Linked DNA regions of Mus musculus: region 1 is linked to region 2. The links are chromatin contacts, called in public promoter capture Hi-C maps. All regions are on one chromosome and are shown on one strand. The core of a region is the stretch at or near the end of the contact, and the rest is flanking DNA. Distances in the headings are between cores, read along the strand shown.

Region 1 (3,583 bases), core at 138-2,637, 42 kb before region 2:
TTAGTGATCAAGTGGGGAGGGCCCTGACCGTTGTGTGTGGTGGCATCCTTGGCCTGGTGGTCCTGGGTTCTACAAGAAAGCAGACTGAGAAAGCCACGGGAAACAAGCCAATAAGCAGCACCCCTCCATGGCCTCTGCATCATCTCCTGCCTCCAGGTTCTATCCCTGCTTGAGTTCCTGTCCTGACTTCCTCCTGTGATGGAAGTGTAAACCAGGTAAACCCTTCCCTCCCCAACTTGCCTTTTGGTCATGGTGTTTCAACGCAGCAGTAGAAAACCTAACCAAGACCATTTCTTAGTTTTTCTCTGCTCTAAATGGGGCCTGCTGTCTGTCTACCCATATCACGTCACTGGGGCCTGTCATAAATGTAGACTGATACTACTTGCCCCACAAGCCTCAGGTGACTCATAGACACAATTTGGAGCAGCTTGAGGGACGAAGGGAAATTTCTTGGTGACATTTGCTGCCCTCTTACAGCCTGCCTGTTCACTGCAAGCTGCAAAGACTGTCGACTGCCTACCTCTCTGGGACATGTGCCTCCTAACCGGCTTAGAATGCGCTGTTCTTTGATGCTGTTATTTGAAGGGAGGGGACACACCCACCAGACCACGTCTCATCCTCTAAGACCCCTACACCACACCACTGCTCACTCACACAGTGGTACCTTTCTACTGCTTCCTGCATACACATCAGTTTCTTTAACTGAAGCGAGGAAATAATTTTGGCTCTCTATCTGAGGCTAATAATCGGTAATCCTAGGAGTATATGGGGATAGAGGGAGCACAATAGAAACCAGCTATTTCGGAGCCACCGCACCTCCTCCCCCAGCCCCCGCCCCAGTAAAGCCTGGGACACTAGAGTCTTTTTTCTTTTCTTTTTTTTTTCTTTCTTTCTTTCTTTTTTCTTTTTTTTCTCTTATTCAGCCCTACCTCCTCCCACCCAGGCAGGCAGCATCCAGCTGCCTTCTTCCCAGGCGTACTTCTCCTCCCTCGCGCCTCCCCGTCCCCAGGGCAGCGTGCACCGATAAATCTTTCGCAGCACGTAGCATTGTTGCCACGGGTTGGCCGGGCTGCTGCCCGCTGCACACCCCTCTCCCGCCCCCCTCCCCCGCCCCCCGCCCCCTGCTCGGCTTGCTAATGACCCAGCACAGCCTCTCTTCCTCGTTTGGCTTTGAAGCTCCAGCCCCTGGCACAGTGCCTGGCACTTGCGGGGCTCTCAATCAATGTTTGCAAAATCGGATTCTCGGCGGAGCAGGTGTCCACCGGGAGCCGGGGGCGCTGGGCGGGGCCTGCGAGGGGGGCCTGCGGGGCCGCGCTCCACCCCTCCGGGCCCGCGCTGCGCCCCCGCCCGTGCGCGCTGCCCCGACCCCGCGCGCCGCGACAGGGAGGGGCCGGCGGAGGCGGAGCCAGTAGCAGCGGAGGCTGGTGGCTCCCGCGCGGCTCCGGGTCACCGATCCCAGATCCTGGCGCGACGAGGTAAGAAGCAGCGCGTGGCACACAAGGGACCTGGTGCGCGGCGGGGAGGGGAGGGGGAGCGGAGACCCGCCCCTCGGGTGCACCACTGCCTTGCGGCCCACCCTCCCCGGCGGGGCTCCGTTCCCAGCCCGCGGTCCCCTTCACTGCTCGGCGTCCGCGCATCCCGTGCGCCCCGCTCATTCCCGCCGCTCTGCATCCCATCTCCCCCCACCTCGGGGGTTTGCTCCCCCCCCCCCAGCTCCTCTGGGAAACCGGCTGGAGCCGGGAGTGTGTGTTTGTGTGGGGAAGTCGGGGGCAGTCGGGGGCCGCAGCTGGAAGCCGCCGAGGGGTGAGCCCGGCGTGGGGGCGGGGGTCGGGTACCATTCTTCTGCCTTCGATGTGACTGGTGCTCCACGCAGCGGGCTGGCTCCATGTCTGTCGAATGAATGAATCATGAGTCCTTGTCCCTCTCTGAAGGAGGACTTTTTTGAGGTCCACGTGCTACAGAGCACCTGGGGAGGGGAGCTCTTGAGATAGGGTACCTGCTTCCGGTAGAACAGAAACTCCGCTCTCACTTCTTCTGTCTTCAGACTGGAGGCTCTCTTTGGGTTGGGGGCTGGAGGTGGGGTCGGCGGTGGGAGCTCTTGCAGGCCTTAACCAGGTACTTGTTGAAGGGATATTGAGACTTGAGCAAGCACTCTTGGAAGGTACCAGCAATAGAGAGGACAGAGCTTGTGGTCGAGAGCATACCGCACAAGCAGGGGGACTTTAGGCCAAGGTCAGTCTGGAAGAAGTGATCTGAGTACCTATTCTGGTTCAAAAGTTATTTAGGGATGCCCAGTCTCTGTTTCCTAATCAGTAAAATGGGTGCATTGGTGTTCATCCTTTAAGGCTTTCTGCATAGTCAGAAAAGAGCAGCATCTTTAGTGTATTGGGGGCGCCCAAGAAGTCTTGCTCCCTGCCCAACCTCCTCCCCAAAAAGTGACTGTTTCTCCCCCCCACCCCCCATCTTATTTCTTCTGTCCTCACAGAGGTCATAAGCAGATCCTGGTGATGTGTGTTCATTACTGAGAGATTCCTCTCCCACCCACACAAACTGTAGGGACAGCTGGGGACCTGCTGGGCACAGGCATGCCAGTACTGTCTGAAGACTCGGGTGAGTGTCCTTAACCTGGGCTGCAGCTTCGGGGGGCCTCCCAGGATTGGAGAAAACCAAACCATAAGCAGGACCAGTGCTGTAGCAGCTGCCTCTGACCGATCTGTTGCCCGGCAGGCCTGAGCCTGCAGGGTGAACGGTGTCAAGGCAGGATGGGAGTGTTGTCTGCGAGACTTTTCAAGGACAGGAAGTGCCACTGTTACTGGACCTTGTTTCTCTGGCTCTTCCTCAGGTTTGCATGAGACCCTGGCACTGCTCACCTCTCAGCTCAGGCCTGACTCCAACCACAGGGAGGAGATGGGCTTCCTGAGAGATGTCTTCAGTGAGAAGAGCCTCAGTTATTTAATGAAGGTGAACCCCCGCTGGCTCAGCCACCCCCCACCCCCATCCCTAAGGGAGGCTCTTTCTGTGCCATCTCAGCCACTCCCCTGCCCCTGGAAGGTTTCTAACTCATTAGTCAGGGCTTTCCAAATATGCTGCTATGGAGGGGACCCAGCCTGTGGCCCTAGGTGTCACCACAACCCTGGGTGCTGTGTATGGTATTTAGGGTAAAAGCAGAAATCAAATGTCTTTGCAGATTCATGAGAAACTCCGCTATTATGAGAGGCAGAGTCCAACCCCAGTCCTCCACAGCGCCATGGCCCTTGCTGAGGATGTAAGTCCCAGATTTTAATGTTTTGGCTTAAGGTGGCGCACAACCCGAAGCCCAGAAAAGGCTCTAACTCACCTTGTAGCCACTGCCTAGCTGGGGACATCAGAGGTTGGGAGGCTGAGGATGAAGAGAGAGGGGTTGCTTCCCCTCCTTCTTCTCCCTTTAGTGTGTGTGTGTGTGTGTGTGTGTGTGTGTGTGTGTGTGTGTTGCTTGGATTCAAACCTGAAGTCTTGTACATGCTAGGTAGGTGTTGCATGGCTGAGCTGTAGTTCAGTCCTCTTTCATTCTAGTCTTTCCTGAACCTTTTGGCATCAAGGAGGA
Region 2 (3,534 bases), core at 808-3,307:
TCTCCTAAAGCAATGGTGATTCTGTGATAAGTCAGGACCATGTCAGGAGGAAGGAAAGGGGGCTTTGAAGTTCCTCACGTGCCTGGGAAGTAGATGTTTCCAAGGCTGGAGGAGAAAAGAAAGGCATGATATCCCTTCCCTGCCTGGCACAGGCAGAGGCTCACAAAGGGAGGTTGGGGTGGGACTCTAACTCTCATTCTGCCGTTTGAGCTATGAGCTAAGAAGTCACAGTTCCCTGCGAGGTTTCCCTGAAGGTCTGAAACCATAAGTTTTTCTGGGAAAGCGAAACACTCAAAAGTGTAGTTAGTGTAACCCAGAGCAGTGCCACAGGCTCGCAATACCAGCACTTGGGAAATGGAAGCAGGCAGATGGAATTCAAAGTTATCCTTGGTTATATACTGCAAAGCCAGCCTGGGCTACATGAGACCCGACCTCAAAAAACGAAAGTATGAAGTAAAACAAACAAAACCATAAAGAAAACAAATCTTAATAGGAGACACACTGGGGAGACTGTATTTGCCCCTTTGGCGTTAGGGACCGGGCCATTTTCCCTGGCAACTGGAGAGACGCTTTTTGTGCTCTTTGCTCTCAGTGGAAACTCGCTACTGACACCATGTGGCTCACAGTGAGATGGCAGCTACCCCAGGAACAGCTGTAAAGGAACCTGTGGAGGAAGATTTACCCCCACACTAGCCCAGAGCCCACAGCCCAGGGCGCAGGCCCCCAGTGAGTGCTCAACATCTGTCAATTGCTTCTGCAACCGCTACGCCTGTATGTTCCGCGCTGGGAACTGAACTAAGGTTTTTGTGCATGCTGGGCACCTTGCCAGCCCAGGAACCTCCGCAACCCCTTGAATGTTTCTGGAATCTTTCCAGCAAATTTTTAAAAAAAAGATTTATTTACTTTAAGTATGTGAGTACACTATAGCTGTACAGATGACCCGCTCACTTAGGTCAACTCCACTCGCTCTGGCCCAAAGATTTATTATTATACATAAGTACACTATAGCTGTCTTCAGACGCACCAGAAGAGGGCGTCAGATCTCATTACGGGTGGTTGTGAGCCACCATGTGGTTGCTGGGATTTGAACCCAGGACCTTCGGAAGAGCAGTCAGTGCTCTTAACCCTCTGAGCCATCTTGCCAGCCCTCCAGCAATTCTTAGGAGTTAGATGTTGCATATTCTTTACTGAAGTGCTTGGGACAGAAATGTTTGAGACTTTACGATATAATATATATACTATATGTAGTGAGTGGATCCAAGTCTAAACATGAAATCCATTAATGCGTCACATATAAATATATCCTGAATACAGTTTTGTACAGTAATTTTTAGTGTGCCTGTGTTTTGACTGTCACAGGTCAGGTGTGAGAATTCTCCATTTATATTGTGTTTACACTCAAAAGTTACAGATTCGTAGACACTTCGGGTCTCACAAAATTATAGCTGTTCAAACTGCTTTCCTCCCTTTTAGTCGCCAGCACACAGGCTAAGGTTAAAGTAGTCCCCCAGGGTCAGATGCCAAACCTGGCGACCTATACCTTCAGCCTTTAAAAAGTTCAATGCTGATTCACATCAAACATTAAAAGAAGTGTTCCAGAATAGGGCTCTTTCCTGTAACCTTGGGTAAGGATCCATCTCCTGGGTAGGCAGGTTGTTGGTTCAGCAGTCGTGGGCTGGGAAGATGTGTTCTGACGTGTGTGTTTGGGGTGAATGAATGGATGCCCACTCTGCTGGTGTGCAGCGAGAAGGGTTCACAGCAAACCCCAGGGGTACCCATTATCCTGAAAGAGCGACTCCAGGTGTACCCAGGCGTCCCGCATTGGGTTCAGTAAATGAAGTGCCTGCGCTCCACTGCCTTAGCCAGGGTGAATGAGTACGGATGACACGGGAGTGATGGCATCTCGGCCAGGAACGTGCCCCGGGGTCCTGCGGCGCTTGGCCAGTCGCGCGTGTCCTCTGCGCTGCCTAGCGTGACCGCAGCTTCCCGCACCCAGTGGGCCCGCCTCCGGGGCGGGACGGGGCGGCTCCCGGTTGGGCAGCCCCGCCCCGCTGACCCGGCTTCTCCCCCTCGTTCGCTCCTGCCCTGGCGTGCAGCGCCCCGCCGCCGCCATGTCCAGCTCGTTCGAACTCTCGGTGCAAGATCTCAACGACCTGCTCTCGGATGGCAGCGGCTGCTACAGCCTGCCGAGCCAGCCCTGCAACGAGGTCGTCCCGAGGGTCTACGTGGGCAACGCGTGAGTCTCTGGGAGGGCCAAACCCGTAGCCGCTCCCAGCGGGCCCCGACTACTACTTGGGGGCTGGAGTGGGGTCCATGGGGGGGGGGTGGATCCTGGGCGCGGTCGCCGACCTGAGAGCAAGAGCGGGTGCTGGGGACCAGCCTGGAGTCGACGCCTACTCCCCGCGCATGAAGCGGAGGAGCTGGACTCCGCATGCCCAGAGACGCCCCCCAACCCCCAAAGTGCCTGACCTCAGCCTCTACCAGCTCTGGCTTGGGCTTGGGCGGGGTCAAGGCTACCACGTTCTCTTAACAGGTGGCAGGGCTGTCTCTTGGCCGCGCGTCATGTGACAGCTGCCTAGTTCTGCAGTGAGGTCACCGTGGAATGTCTGCCTTCGTTGCCATGGCAACGGGATGACGTTACAATCTGGGTGTGGAGCTTTTCCTGTCCGTGTCAGGAAATCCAAATACCCTAAAATACCCTAGAAGAGGAAGTAGCTGAGCCAAGGCTTTCCTGGCTTCTCCAGATAAAGTTTGACTTAGATGGAAAAAAACAAAATGATAAAGACCCGAGCCATCTGAAAATTCCTCCTAATTGCACCACTAGGAAATGTGTATATTATTGAGCTCGTATGTGTTCTTATTTTAAAAAGAAAACTTTAGTCATGTTATTAATAAGAATTTCTCAGCAGTGGGAGAGAACCAATATTAACACCAAGATAAAAGTTGGCATGATCCACATTGCAGGAAGATCCACGTTGGGTTTTCATGAATGTGAAGACCCCATTTATTAAAGTCCTAAGCTCTGTTTTTGCACACTAGGAAGCGATGGCCGGGATGGCTGAGGGGCTGTAAGGATCTTTCAATGTCTTACATGTGTGTTTCCTGTCCTGCACCTAGGACCTGCTGCCTAGCCTGCAGCAGAGCCAGAGGGGTTTCACATGATTAGTCTCAGACACTTGGGGGCAGGTTGCATGTACTGCATCGCTTATTTCCATACGGAGCACCTACTATGTGTCAAACACCATATGGTGTTCACTCTTCAGAACGGTGGTGGTCATCATGGTGCATTTGCTGACGGTTGGATTGGTGGTAGAGAGCTGAGATATATGGACGCGCTCTTCAGCATTCTGTCAACGTGGCTGTGCATTCTTGCTCCTGAGCAAGTGGCTAAACAGACTCACAGGGTCAGCCTCCAGCTCAGTCGCTGCATAGTCTTAGGGAACCTCTCCCAGTCCTCCCTACCTCAACTATCCAAGAAGCCAGGGGGCTTGGCGGTCTCAGGAGCCTGCTTGCTGGGGGACAGGTTGTTGAGTT

What was found. Capture Hi-C pulls out chosen DNA fragments and counts their contacts.
Region 1: a contact with region 2 is called in a promoter capture Hi-C map of adipose tissue. The contact joins the promoter of Mpp3 here to the promoter of Dusp3 in region 2. A contact is called at or near these places in 14 of 39 promoter capture datasets (the C10 cell line, the HPC-7 cell line, the SN4741 cell line and 9 more), 1 of 15 datasets of contacts at CTCF or cohesin (hippocampal excitatory neurons), 129 of 484 Hi-C or Micro-C datasets (the 3T3-L1 cell line, the 63-12 cell line, the AML12 cell line and 71 more), 33 of 115 datasets of contacts at active chromatin or transcription factors (the 230-238 cell line, PVALB interneurons, SST interneurons and 23 more) and 6 of 9 other capture datasets (adipose tissue, embryonic stem cells, embryonic tail and 3 more).

What each region holds. Positions count from the first base shown.
Region 1 is chr11:102,024,759-102,028,341 of GRCm38.p6, reverse strand. It overlaps Mpp3 (membrane protein, palmitoylated 3 (MAGUK p55 subfamily member 3)), which reads left to right and starts at 1,387. Exons shown (of 19, transcript NM_007863.2): 1 at 1,387-1,475; 2 at 2,486-2,610; 3 at 2,843-2,961; 4 at 3,188-3,265. The coding sequence starts at 2,586.
Region 2 is chr11:101,983,314-101,986,847 of GRCm38.p6, reverse strand. Dusp3 (dual specificity phosphatase 3 (vaccinia virus phosphatase VH1-related)) reads left to right here and starts at 2,057. Exons shown (of 3, transcript NM_028207.3): 1 at 2,057-2,236. The coding sequence starts at 2,112.